2 separate regions of the Mus musculus genome follow, and region 2 is linked to region 1. A link is a contact called in public promoter capture Hi-C data. All regions are on one chromosome and are shown on one strand. The core of a region is the stretch at or near the end of the contact, and the rest is flanking DNA. Distances in the headings are between cores, read along the strand shown.

Region 1 (2,813 bases), core at 177-2,676:
CCCTGGATTCCAGGTCAGTGTTTATCACATGGTGCGCTCTACCATATAGTATCTGCATAATGAATGAAATTAAGTGATGAGTGGTCATTCTACTCACCTCTTGTTCTGCCTGGGTGTTTGAAGTTCAGGCTTGGCTCTTGTCACTGACTTCAGTGTGACATGGCACAACAGACAAGAAGAAGGATTCGTTGGAACCAAGAAGTCCACAGAGATAATGGTGGAACTTGGATAACTCCTTTTAGAATGAAAATTACAGGTAATTTATCTTGGCAATGCGCGACGGTGGTTCTTGGAGGAAGAGTAATACCCATATATAAATTTTCACAGAAAAACAGAAGTCTTGTCTATCAATTCATAGTCAATGCTTAATGACTGTGAAACTGCCACAGTCAAAGCAGAACAAATATAGATGAAATATGAGAAAAGTTCTCAAAATGGGATTTCCTAATAAATGATGAAAAATTAGCTACTTTTGCTATACCTATTTTTTTTAAAAATCAAATTTAGTATTTGCTATTTCTAGAATGAATTATTGGTGGAAACACTGTTTCTTATGTTTTGAACATAATTATTCCAAACAGATCCCTCCTAGTGAGATCTCAAGAATGTCCCCACCATGGTGGAACATGCCTCTTTTGAATAGAGTAGAGGTGGACTGTGGAGAAGGAGATCATTCTGGGATAGTAAGATTGGCATGACAGGTTGTGATCATTAATACCTGCAGAGCAGAGCTAGATTCTCCACTGTGTACACAGGTCTGAGAGTCAAAATGCACTTAATGTATGTGTTAGAAAAATGAATGTCTCTTTGTTTAGGACAGAAAGAGGCATACTGAGTGTAGTTCAGAGCTGGGCAAGGAGAGGCACACATAGAGCAGTAAGCTGATCCTTTGGTGCCAGTGGAAATCTAATCTCTGGGCATGGCCTAGAAAGAGCCTGGCTGGTCCAGTCATAAGGATGGGGCAACACTGTTCCCTAATGATAAGATAACACTGCAGATGGTCTCTCATATTCTCCAATGATATCAGGCCCTTCTCTCTGAGCCTGACCCTGTCTTTCTCTGAGGACATCAGAAGTAGAGGAGTTTCTGTAGAGAGTTCAGATTCTCAGATTTAATTTTTCAAGTGAAAAACACCTGAGCTTCAGTGAGGTAAATATGAGTAACACATTTACAGAAGGTCACTCAAACATGTCGGGAAGAAGCTCAAATTAGGGCTCATTGCTCTCGCAGAAAATTCATTCCTTCCCCCTACCCCTTTCCTGCATATCCTCCACCCTCCCTTCTAGGTCTCTCTACCACACCACTCCAAGAGAAGATAGTGGCAGACACTTACCAGCTGATGTTAATTAAAAAAAAAAAAAAACCCATGAAGTCAGAGCAGTTTGTACTGTAGACCAGAATGGCTGCAAAGTCAGGGAGAGGCCTCGTGCTGATTTCTTTCAGAGAAGTATTTATCCTCTTTCTTCCTCTATGCTTGAAAAGCACTTCACTTCAACTGGGAGAACTTGAGAGCCAAGAAGGAGTCCCCAGGGCTGTAGTCCCTGCATGGGCGGGACCCAGGTAGTCAGAGTCCTTCATTACACCCCATCCCTCCTTGTACAGAGTCATCTGAAGCTGGAGCATCCTTACTCTGCAGGGCTGGGTTCGGCAGTGAAAGTCATCCTACCACATTGTATTGTTTTTCTGTTCTATGAAAAACCAACCTTGTTAGTTGTGACTTCATTCCCCTCCCTTCACCCATGACAAAGAATAATTTCCTGCACAGGCTATGCGTGATATATGAAGGGGGTTACCTATGGGATGTCATACTGCTTTCTAAATTGCTCATCTCTTTTCAAGTCCAGAGTCATAACTACTTCAAATATCTTACCTTCCTACAGCATTATTTACTCAGTGTTTATTTCTGCTTTTTCAGTGCTAAATAATTCACTTTTCTCTGCCAGACACTCTACTTTTGAGAGCACTCTACTTTAATCATTCCTTGTATAATTGCCTGCAAATGCTTGTCCAGGCCAACATCTCAGGCTTCCTTATGGTTCTCTACTCAACATGGAATACAAGGGATACTTCCTACATGATCAATAGCAATCAGATTTCCTAACTGCTCTTACCTTCTTTACTCCTCTAATGTGCAATTTCATATTTTCAGAAAGAAATTCAGTTTTTGCTTCATGATATGATTAGTCAATGTATTTGCTTTTCTTTCCTCTCAAAATGCACCAGGATGGTCTTTTAGAGACTGGCATGAAAACTGTGTCATAGCCTTCAACTGGGGAAAGTGGACCAGAAGGATTTGTGTAGAGTTTTTGATACTGGCTTTACAATGTTTATTTATAAAACCCATATAACAATGTTATGCTTTTCTTATGTAAATTATATAATTGAAGGTCTAGAGTTAAGCAATAGCATTTAAAGGTCATATTGAAACAGACAAACTAAGCAAACACAAAGCACTCTGCATTTCGACTTGTTTGTTCTCTCAATTGGTATTTAGGTTTATTTTATCATACTATACATTACCTTTTTGAAGGTTAGCTAAAATTAATCATTCTTTTAAATTTTAATCAAAATGCATCAATTTAGTGTCCTCTTTGAGGCACTCCAACCTGAGTTCTGTATGTACACGGATACAAAGCTCACATTTAGTAAAACAGATAGGTGATCTGTCAGAATTTGTGAAAGTACAATTAGCACACATTTGGAAGACAGGTCGTTTATGAGAATTGAGGACAGAATGAGAGTGATGTGGATCACAAAGCAACTGCCCTTACCTCTGTTCCTATTTTCTGGGTAGTGTTGAGGTCTTGGAGATA
Region 2 (2,813 bases), core at 90-2,589, 300 kb before region 1:
TTTTCGACCTCTGCCCCAGTAAACGTTCACCAAAACTCTAGAATCCACCCATTGTATTGCTCTGTCCACGCTACATATTAAAAAAATGTTAAGGAGACGGCTCAGTGGGTAAGAGCACTGACTGCTCTTCCGAAGGTCCTGAGTTCAAACCCCAGCAAGCACATGGTGGCTCACAACCACCAGTAATGAGATCTGATGCCCTCTTCTGGTGTGTCTGAAGACAGCTACATTGTACTTATGTATAATAATAAATAAATTTTTTTTTTTAATGTTAAAGCTCAGAGGCTAAATAAACAGACTGGGGACATACGGCATCCAATTTTCAGGTCCTGTACTGAAACACACGCAACATAACTAGCTGTAACACCTATTTTTCTCAAATGACTGATAAAATAAATGTCCCTTTGCTGTGTCGGTAGCTCAGGCCTGTAATCGTAACACCAGAGAAGAGGGTTGGAATCAAGAAGATGGTTAGCGATAGGGTAGCTTGGGTTATAGAAGGATATATCTGAAAAAAAATTGAGTTTACATACATACTTTTAGAATACATAAATTCAATGCTCCCTATCTCAGCCAAGTTATTCACAATAAATCACCTCACTGTCTCGGCCTGCCTCCGTCAGAAGTGACTCAGCAGAGTAACGGGGCGGTAGGCACCCCCAGAGAAGGTCCGCAGATGAAGAGTACCCGGTAGGCAAACTTCTCCAGAGCACGTCCGGAAGCCTAATTCCGAGGGCCAGAAATCCTGGCTGGGGTCTGTTCCTAACTCCGCCCAGCTTGCCTCGGCTTCCTCTGGAGAGGCCCTAGGGCTCCTAGCTCCGACTGGTTGCAGCCGGTGTAGACCGGGTCGGGGCAGGTAGAGTAGCTCATCTCCCAACTCTTCCTGGAAGAAGCCGGGCCTGCTTGGGAGGGGGTTGGGGGTTGGGGGGAATAAACCTACTTCCTGGAGCTGGGGGAGGAGATGTTGACCTCTGAATCCACTCGGGACTCCGAACGGGAATCTCCCAGAGCAGTGTGCCTTTGCCTCCAAAATCCAGGTTCAACGCCCGTTTCCCGCTTAGGGCTATAGGAATACTGCCTATTCCTAGCCGCGAACATGCCTCTCCAATGCTTCCCAAACTCAAGGAAACTCAAAGAGGCAGTCCCGCAACTCTTCTTGCACGCGTGAGCCCCAACACAAATAGTAAGGCAGCACAGACTCTACACACCAGTGGGACAGCAACGACTGGTCAGAAAATGGGTTTGCTCACCAATCTGGAATCCGTGCCTGGATCAGTGCCGAGGACTTGCAGCCAAGGAGACGGCTCCTTCCAGTACTAAAGCCGGACTCCAGGAAAAAGGGGCGGGCCTGGCGGAGGAGGCGGGGCTGACCCCTGTGCTGGCTGGGACCAAACCCCGGGTCAGAAATGCGAAGATGCCCTAGACAAGTCTATGGAACAGTCTTTAAGAACATCATCATTAGAGACTTAGGCTTTCTACCGTATGCAAGTGTTTAATACACCTGTTCTCACTATCAATATATTGAAATGTCTAAAGAATAAAAGGTCTAGCCATACAATTAAAAGGTGACTGCATTTGATGGATTACAAAAATCTGCCAACTTTAAATTACCTGTGTGTATCTCTAATTTTAACGCATGGAACCAAAAGACTACTTTTATACTGAAGTACTTATACATTTACATATGCAAACTGAACTGGACTGGAACTGGACTGTAAGGGTTTTGGGTTTTTTGTTTGTTTGTTTGTTTTTAAGATTTATTTATTTATTTTATGTATATAAGTACACTGTTGCTGTCTTCAGACACATCAGAAAAGGGCATCGAATTCCTATTACAGATGGTTGTGAGCCACCATGTGATTGCTGGGAATTGAACTGAACTACTCAGGAAAAGCAGTCGGTGCTCTTAACCACTGAGCCACCTCTCTAACCCCTAGACTGTAAGTTATTAAAGGCAGGGCTACTGTGAAAAGAAAAGAATGCCAAACTTCCTGGTTTGGGAGACTGACAACCCAACTGATCTCAGAAGATGGGGGGAGGGGGAAAGACTTTGGGGAGGAGCTGGGGGTGGAGTAGGAAGTGGCTCAGCAGTAAATTGTTTGCCTTACCTGCATGAGCCTGTGAACTGGGCTGACTCACAATTGTAATTCAGCATTAGGAGACTGAGGCAGGAGGATTACTCATAAATTTAAACCAGCCTGGGCTACAGAGTGTTTTTGCCTCGAAAAACTTAAAACACAAAATGAAAAGTCAAGTCAGGAATAGATGTTTGGAGTGAGGATGGGAAAACATGGTGCAAGCATTCCTTTTTTTTTTTTTTTTTTTTTCTGGTTTTTCAAGACAGGGTTTCTCTGTAGCCCTGGCTGTCCTGGAACTCACTTTGTAGACCAGCCTGGCCTCAAACTCAGAAATCCGCCTGCCTCTGCCTCCCAAGTGCTAGGATTAAAGGTGTGTGCCACCACGCCTGGCTGGTGCAAGCATTCTTAAGAATCATAGAAAAACAGAGCAGAGAAGATGGGACGCTCAATGTCTAACATACAAGGGTAAGGTTTATTTGGTTTTGAGACAGGGTGATGTGACATGCATATTTCTCCCAGGCTGATTTCAAACTTGCTGTGTAGCTGAGAATGGTCCAGATTCTGCTTCTGTGGTGGTGGCGGTATTGCAAGCGTGCATCCCCTTGCCCCAGCTGATCCAGTGTTGAGCATTGAACCCAGGCTTTGTGCGTCCGGGCAAACACTCTGCCAATGGGATTAGCTCCTAAAAGAGATTTATAGACAGCACAAATAGGTGGCACCATCATATGGAGGAAG

Evidence for each region. Promoter capture Hi-C pulls out the DNA fragments that hold promoters and counts their contacts.
Region 2: a promoter capture Hi-C map of hematopoietic stem and progenitor cells shows a contact between it and region 1, with 3 times the contacts expected there. The contact joins the promoter of Trim6 here to the promoter of Olfr631 in region 1. A contact is called at or near these places in 2 of 39 promoter capture datasets (hematopoietic stem and progenitor cells and stem cell-derived epiblast-like cells) and 1 of 115 datasets of contacts at active chromatin or transcription factors (embryonic stem cells).

What each region holds. Positions count from the first base shown.
Region 1 is chr7:103,913,675-103,916,487 of GRCm38.p6, reverse strand. It overlaps Olfr631 (olfactory receptor 631), which reads right to left and starts at 1,426. Exons shown (of 4, transcript NM_001271020.1): 1 at 1,334-1,426; 2 at 98-235.
Region 2 is chr7:104,217,321-104,220,133 of GRCm38.p6, reverse strand. It overlaps Trim6 (tripartite motif-containing 6), which reads right to left and starts at 1,339. Exons shown (of 8, transcript NM_001013616.2): 1 at 1,251-1,339.